Regions from separate parts of the Hordeum vulgare genome. Here region 1 is linked to region 2. Evidence: chromatin contacts called from public Hi-C data. All regions are on one chromosome and are shown on one strand. The core of a region is the stretch at or near the end of the contact, and the rest is flanking DNA. Distances in the headings are between cores, read along the strand shown.

What was found. A called contact is a pair of places that touch in the nucleus more often than the background predicts.
Region 1: a contact with region 2 is called in a Hi-C map of seedling, with 2.6 times the contacts expected there. The contact joins the promoter of LOC123447015 here to the promoter of LOC123447008 in region 2. A contact is called at or near these places in 2 of 6 Hi-C or Micro-C datasets (leaf and seedling) and 1 of 1 datasets of contacts at active chromatin or transcription factors (embryo).

What each region holds. Positions count from the first base shown.
Region 1 is chr4H:6,244,266-6,249,016 of MorexV3_pseudomolecules_assembly, forward strand. LOC123447015 (ras-related protein Rab5A-like) reads left to right here and starts at 3,054. Exons shown (of 7, transcript XM_045123569.1): 1 at 3,054-3,188; 2 at 3,811-3,888; 3 at 3,981-4,148. The coding sequence starts at 3,147.
Region 2 is chr4H:5,983,946-5,988,899 of MorexV3_pseudomolecules_assembly, forward strand. LOC123447008 (differentially expressed in FDCP 6 homolog) reads right to left here and starts at 3,017. Exons shown (of 10, transcript XM_045123561.1): 1 at 2,750-3,017; 2 at 2,546-2,650; 3 at 1,979-2,040; 4 at 1,807-1,890; 5 at 1,689-1,720; 6 at 1,520-1,601; 7 at 750-981; 8 at 1-41. The coding sequence starts at 2,773.

The DNA of each region.
Region 1 (4,751 bases), core at 1,804-4,303, 260 kb after region 2:
ATAAAAGACGACGAGGTATTTTTATTGTTTTTGTATTTATGCTTAGGTAGACCACGGACATAGTTTTCTCTAGTGACATCTCTCTCAAAGATAGCATATAGTGGGTAGACGAATTACTATTGGACAATTGATACAAAAGCACATAGTTATGAAATATTTATTCACGACAACCATCATTTCAATATAAATCACGTCTATAAGCAAGTAGACCGACTACTGTCTGCATCTACTACTATTGGTCCACTCAACGACCGCTATCCAGCATGCATCTAGAATATTAAGTACAAAACGGAATGTTTTTATCCTTAATGTCAACAATAAAAATACGTGTCATGTCCCCTTTTATCACTAGGATTGAGCACCATGATTTGAACCCATCCCAATGTACCACTCCCACTAAAGATAAACCAATCTAGTTGGCCAAACTAAACCAATAGATCGGAAAGAAATACAAAGCCATAATAATCATGCATAAATAATTTAGAGAAGGCTCGATATATATTCATGAATAATCTGTTCATAAACCCACAATTCATCGGATCCCAACAAACACACCGCAAAGAAGATTACATCGAATAGATCATCGCTAAAATCGCGACGAACTTTGTATTGAAGAACATAGAGAGAGAGATAACCATCTAGATACTCGCTATTGACCCGTAGGTATGTGGTAGCCTACTCACACAACATCATGGGAGCATAAAGGTTGATGTACATGCCCTCCGTGATTCATCCCTCCTCCGACAGGGCACCGGAACAGGGCTCCAGATGGGATCACGGCGAAACAGAGACTTGCAACAGCAAAAAATGTGTTTTGGGGTGTCTCTTTAGGGTTTTCCTCATTTTGGAAGATTTATAAAGGTGGAGTTAAGCGAGGAGGCACCGGGGAGTGGTCCCAAGGCATCAAGGCGCGACCACCCCATGGGCGCATCATGTTGCCTTGGCACCACCTCGTGTGGTGGGTGGCCTCCCTCCAAAGTTTTTAGGTCTTATTTTTGTCCAAAAAAATCATCAAAAAGTTTCATGGCATTTGGACTTCGTTTGTTACTGTTTTCCTGAAAAGCTAAAATCTCGCAGAAAACAGCGACCGGAAGTGGGCACTGGGTTAATAGGCTAGTTCCCAAAAATGATAAAACATCATATAAATGCATACAAAGTATCAAAGATTGATGATATAATAGCATGAAACAATCAAAAATTATAGATACGTTGAAGACGTATCAAGGAGTTGAAGCTTCGATCTTCCTGCCTGATCTGCCACCGCTGCCGCTTGCCAGATCTGAGTCGCCGTCGCCGACGATGAGGCTAGAGGAAGGGGTTTTCCTAGAGGTAGTGGTGATCGAGTAAATGAGGGGGGAGGTTAGATTTGACATCGTGTCGTAATCTCTTGCCATCCCCACTCGCTTTTGGGTTGCTCCCCGCGTGCGAGCTTGCGCCGCACTCAGCTTGGCTCGCTAGAAACTTCCGATTCATCAATTTCTAGCGAGCCACGCTCTGGGATGCTTTAAACTCCGTGCAGGGCCGGGCCCACAGTGGTGCCATTTGTGCGGCCCGCACAGGGCCCATAATTCTGGAGGGCCCAAAAAAATTATATACGTGTAGTATTAAAAAAAATTGGACTGGTGTTTGCCTGTTGGGCCGAAGCAGATCGAATGGAGCGACGAGGGCCTCGACCGGTGGAGCGATGAGGATGGGTCTATCAAGGGAAGGACGCGAGCCGCGAGGCTATCACGGGCGATCCTGCCGAAATGCCTGGTCGCCGCTTCCTCTCGTGAGTCGTGAATCGTGATCTATTCTCATCCTCTTGTGTCTCGTACTGTTTGTGCGCTGTGGCTGTGCAGATTTGAATGATTGAATGAAGATAATGATCAAGTTCAACTGCAGACCCTGCTAGGCGCTAGCGAGTCCGAGGCCTCGCCGACTGGCCGTGCCGCTGCGTTGCCGGCTGTGTGGTCACTGCGGTGCAGGGCTGCTGCGGTGCGGTGCCAACCGTGCCATCTGGCATCTGCCTTGCGTCCTGCCGCTGTGCGTTGCCCGGGTGCCGCTCAACTCCATCTGCCCTGCCTCCGGCCCTGGTTTAGCATTAGCATGTGATTAGTATTTTTTTATGAACTTTGGGTCTTATTTTTAATTTCTAACTTTGTAACTAATTTTGGCAGAGATCGTTACTTCGTTAGAGATTGATTTTTACATCCTTGATTAAAAATCACAGTGTATCCGAATTACCGGACAGAGATGAGTTAGACAGTTCATCTAATTACCAAACATTGACACATGATCTTCAAGTTTACTCAATTCATCTTTCTTATCTTGTGTTTTAATAATGCAGATTTGAATCATCATGGGAAAATTGATTATGAGGATATTATCGAAGATTTAATTTTAAAAATACTAAAAAAATGAGGATGTTTAAATAAAAAGCAACACGAGTTGAATAGGTATGATTTTTTTATATGTTGTAAGACATTACATTACATAAATTATAATTTTTATGCGATATATTTGTACATTATAATTGCTCGTTAGTTTTTTTACAAATAGGCCCCCAAGTTTTAGTTTGGCACAGGGCCCTGGATTTAGCCGGCCCGGCCCTGACTCCGTGTCGATGTGAGCCAGCCCATCGCGTTCGCAGCCAAACACATTTTCCATGCCCAACTAGACCTGGTTGGGACGGATAGAGACCACCATAAACTTCCTTGGAAAAGCCCTCGCGGCCATGGACAATAGCTACGCGGTTTATTCTTCCAAAAAAATGGTTAGAGTTAACAAATCTCAACTGAGAAAAAACAAATCTACTTCCTCTGTTTCTAAATGCGTTTAATTGGAAAAAAGCTAAACTAGTATTTTCTAACTACAAGTATTTAGGTAGAGGGAGTACGTATAGTGTATTTTGGATCGGAGGGGGTATTTTCTTTGAAACATGGACTGCATTGCGCACATGAGAAGCGAAGGTTTGCGTTGACGAAGGCAGGTCTAATTACACAGCTCTACAAGGGCTCGCCTGTAAAAAGTTGTATTTTTCTCAAGCCAAAAAAACAATAATAAAGAGAAAACGCATTTCATACGCGCAGAGCCAACCAACAACCAATTCCCCAATCCGCCTCCTCGCCCGGCTTCAAGAGGGCCCTAATCCGGCGTCGAATCCGATGGCGGCCAGCGCCGGCAGCAAGATCCGCAACGCCAAGCTGGTGCGAATTCTGACCCCGAGTGTCCGGCCGCCGCCATTGACTGACCACCGAATCGCCCGGGCCGGATCTTGATCGCCACCACTTACTACTTACCAGGAGTATCCGGCTAGCTTTTGGCGCGATTGTCTCGTGGGAGCGGTCCCGATCACATGCTTCTCTTGAATCCTCTTGATGGCGTCGCTGCTGTCACGACGGCTAATAGTATCATGTATGGGTAGCAAGATTATGTTTGCTGGGGAATTCTCGAGTAGAAGATGTTGTTCTGCGCCAGTAGCAAGCACTTCCTTTTAACAGTCTTTGTTAACTTAGTGGGCTCAGCGCTTGTGTCTTAGTTACTACTGGCTTCCTGTCTCCCGGGGTGCAAAATGTATGGGAAGATATGCTCATTAATTTCTCTTTTCTTGACTTAAATGTTTCACAAGCATGGTGATTTTGAGCTCATAAATGTCCCCCCAGTTCTTATCTGAATCCCATTTTGATGGTCAGCTTTACGGCGAATCGCTAACTTATGTTCCGAGTACTGGTATTTTATTTTTTTTGGTGTGTGCAACATACTGATTTTGGGCTGTTAGAATCTCGTGGGCTGTGAAATGCTGATATTTTACTGTGATTGGATTTTCAGGTTCTTCTCGGCGATGTGGGTGCTGGGAAATCCAGCCTGGTGCTTCGGTTCGTAAAAGGACAATTTGTTGAGTTCCAGGCAAGTCGTCTGATACACTCCTTTTGTTAAACATAATATATATGCAGATTTTGTTCTGGAAATGATCATTGTATTGGTCTATTTGTCTCCAGGAATCGACAATTGGAGCGGCTTTCTTCTCTCAAACACTGGCTGTTAATGACGAGACTGTGAAGTTTGAAATCTGGGATACTGCTGGGCAGGAGAGGTATCATAGCTTGGCCCCCATGTACTATAGGGGTGCTGCCGCAGCCATAGTTGTCTATGACATCTCGAACCAGGTTTGTAAAATGGAATTGGTTTACCTTTTTCCAGTGATAAAATAGTAGGTCTTGATGAATAGTTTCCCATTATTTACATGTTAGCTGATTTTGCCAATGAACGATGGTTATGACTCCTTACAGTAGTACATTTGAGTTGTGACTTCAGTTGGGGAATTAAAAGGGGGTCAAGAATAATGTAGTGGAGGCAGTAAAAGTCAGGCAAAGTAGTTTGAGATGGCGTGATTTAATTCTCAGAATCCCTTTTAAAAATTCGTCGAGGGAAGCAATGGACACTTGGGTAAAATCTGACAACTTAGTTTCTTCAGTCACTAATCTGTTCCAAGAGAAAGAGAGATAGTGAAACTATGGAGAAGAGAAAACATTATTCAAGTAGACCTGCACCTGCTTACCTTGTATTGCAAAAGAGTGGATGCCTGTGAAGAACAGCAGGGTGTCGTACTCCATAATAGTAATAGTGTGGCAGGGGCTACGATTCCGCATGGATGACACCATAAATGCAGTTATAAAAATTTGGTGGTGGTTAAGTTTGGTGTTTACTTGCCAGCAATGAGTGGGTCTTGATGGGAACATGATATAAATATCTAGTTCAGTGTCCATGCA
Region 2 (4,954 bases), core at 1,767-4,266:
GCCAAATGCTGCAACTCCTCATCTTTCACTCGGAGAGTCTCCTGGGAAACATTAACACAGTACACAAAGAATTGACCAAATCAATTGGCATGTATACAACAAGGATACCAAATCATGTAGCTACCATTACACCACCATACAACTTAGTGCCCAAAGATGTAATCATTTAACAGAATTAGACATGGTAATCAAGGTTCAAGAAATTATGCTGATCAGTATAAAGTTGGAACGATGACATGCTAGCCACAAAACAAAAGGTCGAAATTGCATACAATAAGCAAGGAGTATTATGTCCTAGCAATGAATTCCCCAAGTTTATTAAAAATATGTCAGTTTGGTCTAAGACAAGCGAGCTAATATTAAGAATGGCAGGGATGACGAATTTGTATTTTTTATGAAAATTAGTACAATATAAGGAAACCAATAGAGAGAACAGTTTGACCATGGTTTGCAATGGCCTGTATGATGATATTCGTGATTAAGTGCGGGTGTGAATAATGAATTGTTTTTCATCGATAAGTGGACCGTACGTATGTACATTGTGTGACAATAAAATAAAATGCTTATTAGGAGTACAATATAAACATATTCGAAAATAAAGCAATATATACTCATGAGTCAAGACAACTCAACAATGAATCATGCTGGAAAATTTTGTTTGAATGGTCACACCAGCTACAGTTAATAACAATATGAAGCAAGAGATCCAGATAAAAGATTTATCTATCTAGGCTGAGATGAATGCATACCTTCATGATAGTTAAATCATCAAGTTGACCCGCATTCGAATTATTTGTACCCAACCCAAGAGCTGCCCTCATTGAAACCTTCAGTGCTGCGTCTATCTCCTTCATTGCCTCCAAAGCAGTTGCATTAGCATTAGCAACTGCAGTAGCAACTGTGCCTAATGTAGAAGGAGAGCCATTCCCAGCTAAAGAATTTACTGCCTCTTTATGCGCTTGTAGTACTAACTGAGTGGCACTGTCAATTAAAGATTTTATCAGTACCAAATAGTTGAACAACTGTATGTACTAGTACAAATTTAGTTAACTAAGGAAACGAGATCATAGCATAGCCCGGCAATGTACCAACTAGTTGGTCCAAGACTCCTAAAGTTAAAAGCAGTTCAGGGCAACATATAATTTTTTGGTTCCATTCAAAAGCCTTATCTTCTACAGTAGTTATACTTTACTGGAATACAGAATTAAGAGGTGCATATATAATGCAAAAAATGCAAACTCTGATAATGAGCTGTGCAATGGATCTAACACATCGTTTAAATCTACACAATGGGAGTGCAAGCTTCTGCTGGGATAGTGACACAGTGGCACTGTTAGCATCTTGTGTCAAATAGGCAATAATTATTACATCGATTGAATGGCTCAAATTATATAGCTTCTGTGTTTGGGCTGAGTTGAGCATTTGCACTAGATATTATACTGAAGAAGCATAACATAAATTTGCATGCCGGTGCAGAACATTTAACAATGTGTTACAGGTAATGGATCAGAAAACTTACTGCAATGTAGACACCCAAGCTTTGGCAGCACCAGGAGTTTCAGCGCAAAGAAAGTAATCCTTTTTCTGAGGAGTTCCAATGTCTACTATAGTAAAGGAATACTAAAAACTACAAGGATATACTCAGGTATAAAAAGGAACTTAAAGCTCATCAGACGTATAAAGGATACAGAAACAGCATCCGTCATACTTTGGCATGCCACTGTAAGAATTGAAGTGGTATTATACAACCTTCAAATTTAAAAAGAATATACCAACAAAAAGTTTATGTTCAGGGACCAATCTTACTGAAAATTTACAGGAGACAAAGTAATGGTGCTTGAAGCATCAAACAGAATGGCTCCCTTAACGGCAGTTTCATTCCTCCGAAGTCTGGAAAAAGAAAAACACGATAGATAAGGAGATGGCTGTGGAAATGTTCTTTGGCATTCTCAGTTAGAAAACACAAGGTGTTCCGTACTTGTATTCCATCTTGCCAGATGTTGGGTCCAATATTATCCATCTTTCGTTCCATTTACGTAGCTGTTTGAAAGAAGATAATATCAGTTCAAAAGTGAAATTAGTAGAAGCCATTCACAAGTAAAAAAGGTAATCAGCAGAAAACTATGTTCACCAGGATCCTCTTGGACTCATTTGGAAACAGTTATTCAGAGCCTGGCTATCTAGTCCAACATCTAGTATTATCAATAGCTAGCATCTTTCTCAGTTTTAACCAGTTAACACATGGAGCAAGATCCACTTTGCTTTCCCTTTCTCTCCTTGCTCGAATTGAATACAAGAACATAACATACTGATTCGCGCATAAGGACACAGAGCAATGCGGCACTCCTAGCTGCTACTCATCGAATTTCATATGATACCCAGTACATCGATCAAATCATATCAGGAAATCAAATAGAAAAGCGCAGAATTGAGACACTAAACCTAAGTTTTCGACGGCTACACCCCTCACTAGTTCAAATCTATCACCAAAATCGAATATTTACACGCCTAACAAATAAACCCCAGAGATGAGCGCCGGCCATACCGTCTCAGATCGCTTCAGCAGGGGCCCCTGCAGCAGGTACCTCCCGGATCCCGACGAGAGCTGCCGCTTCACCTTCTCCAGGCTGCTCTCCGTGTCCCTGACCCTCTGCAGAATTCCCCACCCCCGAGCAAATCGTCAGAGGAGACACCAAAGTCGGGAAATTTCAGAGACATGTGGACCGGGGCGAGAGGGCGGCGCACGTACCGGGGAGCTGCCGTTGGTGGACATGGCGGGGGCGGGGGCGGCGGGGCCGGGGCCGGGGCTAGGGTTTTGGGGGCGGAGGGGAGGCTGGAGGCGACGGCGACGGCGAGGGGGCCGGTAGGTGGCGGTGGAGGGTCGACCGGCCGGTGGGGGCGTCCAGATCGATGGAAATTTCGGTGCCGGAAATGCTTCTGGTACGCTGCCACAAGCTACCCGCGAGCTGTGCTGGCCCCATGTCGCGTGGGCCCGCCGGAACAGCTTCTTGGTTTGTGGGGCACGGCAGGACTGTGATGTCTTGTGTGCTGGAGAAATGATTTTGCTAATGGACATGTTAGATTTTAAGCTCAAGCACAAATTCATTCGCAAGGTTCGGAAAAAAAAACTCTATGATAAACAGTATCAATCAATAAACGTAACTACTTCATCTGTTCCAAAATAAGTATAGTTAATCTAGTAGAAAATCTATACTAATTTAGTACTAAATCTGAGACACTTATTTTGAGACGGAGGAAGTATTTTATAACTCAACTAATAATTGCCCGTGCATTGCAACGGAAGCATAGACATTCTATTCCTTCTATACCTAAATACTTCTCTACCACGGGTGTGGTAAAGCGGCCTTCCCCAAGCAGCGAACTAAGACGACAGTTTTTCATAAGCCTAACTAGTGAAAATAAAAACAAGAAACGAAAAGATTTAATTGCAAGATCTAAAGATATACCTTCAAGCACTCACCTCCCCGGCAACGGCGCTAGAAATAGCTTGATGTCTACGCACGCTTCTATTCTTGTAGACTATGTTGGGCCTCCAAGCGCAGAGGTTTGTAGGACAACAACAATTTCCCTTAAGTGGATGACCTAAGGTTTATCGAACTTAGGGAAGTAGAGGTTGAAGATGGCCTCTCTCAAGCAATCCTGCAATTAAGAAACAAGAAGTCTCTTGTGTCCCCAACACACCTAATACAATGGTAAATTGTATAGGTGCACTAGTTCAGCGAAGAGATGGTAAAATATGGGTGATAGGTGTGGCAAAGCAAGGTAATATAATTCTGTAATAAAAATTACAGCAAGGTAGCAAGTGACAAAAGTGAGCATAAACGGTGTAACAATGGTGAGAAACAAGGCCTAGGCTTCCTACTTTCACTAGTGGCAACTCCCAACAACATTAACATGGTCTAATCACATTATAATTCCACTAAAACATGCAATGGAGACGTACTCGGAGGTCATTCCTTTGTGATCAAGAGAGGACGAGAATTATGTAGGGCTACAAAATCACACCTCAAGTTCGTAGTTCTCATCTATGGATTTCCCAATGTCACCGCGGCCATCCAAAGAGAGTACCACAATCACCACAACGTATCTCAAGGATAGTCAAAGACAAGCACCAAGAGACTCTCAATCTTCAATCAATTCACAAAAGAGGAAATCACTCATGAAAATATTCTTCTAATCCATGTCCAATAGACCGCTGTCACCATGGTCTCGGGGATTATACTAGATAAGATCAAGTGAGTACATCAATCCAATACATAGAAGAAGGGGAAACATCATGGGGTCACCCTAGATTAACATAGCCTATGATCACAATCAAGATCACATCATGGGAGAGAGAATTAACCACATAGCTACTGTAGAAGACCTCAGCCCCAAGGAGGAACTGCTCCCGCTTCATGGAGGGAGGAAGGAACGTCGATGGAGATGAATCCGGGGGCACTTCCCCGTCCCGACAGGGTTTCGACATCAGAATTCTGGTCCCCTGAAACTTGTTGGCGATGGCGGTGGAGATCGGAATTGCTTCTTGAGAAAAGGGTTCCGGAATCAGGGTTTCCTCCACGAGGGTTAAAATAGGAGCCAAGGTAGGGCACCAGAGGAGGTGGGCCCCACCCAGGCGGCCTCCCTACGTGGCCAGGGGGAGGCCGCGCAACCAGTGCGCCTGGAGGCCTGGTGGCCCCCCTCTGGCCCTCCTTCGGTCGTCTGGAGTCTTCTGGAATGCCAATTTTTTATATATTTTTTGTGGAATTTTTCGGGCATTGTAAATATGGTTATAAACCTGCAATTCACACACATCAGCACACATAAACCGGTACTGGATGCACTGAGTTAGTAGGTTAGTCCAAATATGTTGAAAAAGGTATAAAAGTGTACAAAACACATACCAATATCATCCAAAACTTGCATGGAGCAAGCAGGAATTATAGATACGTTT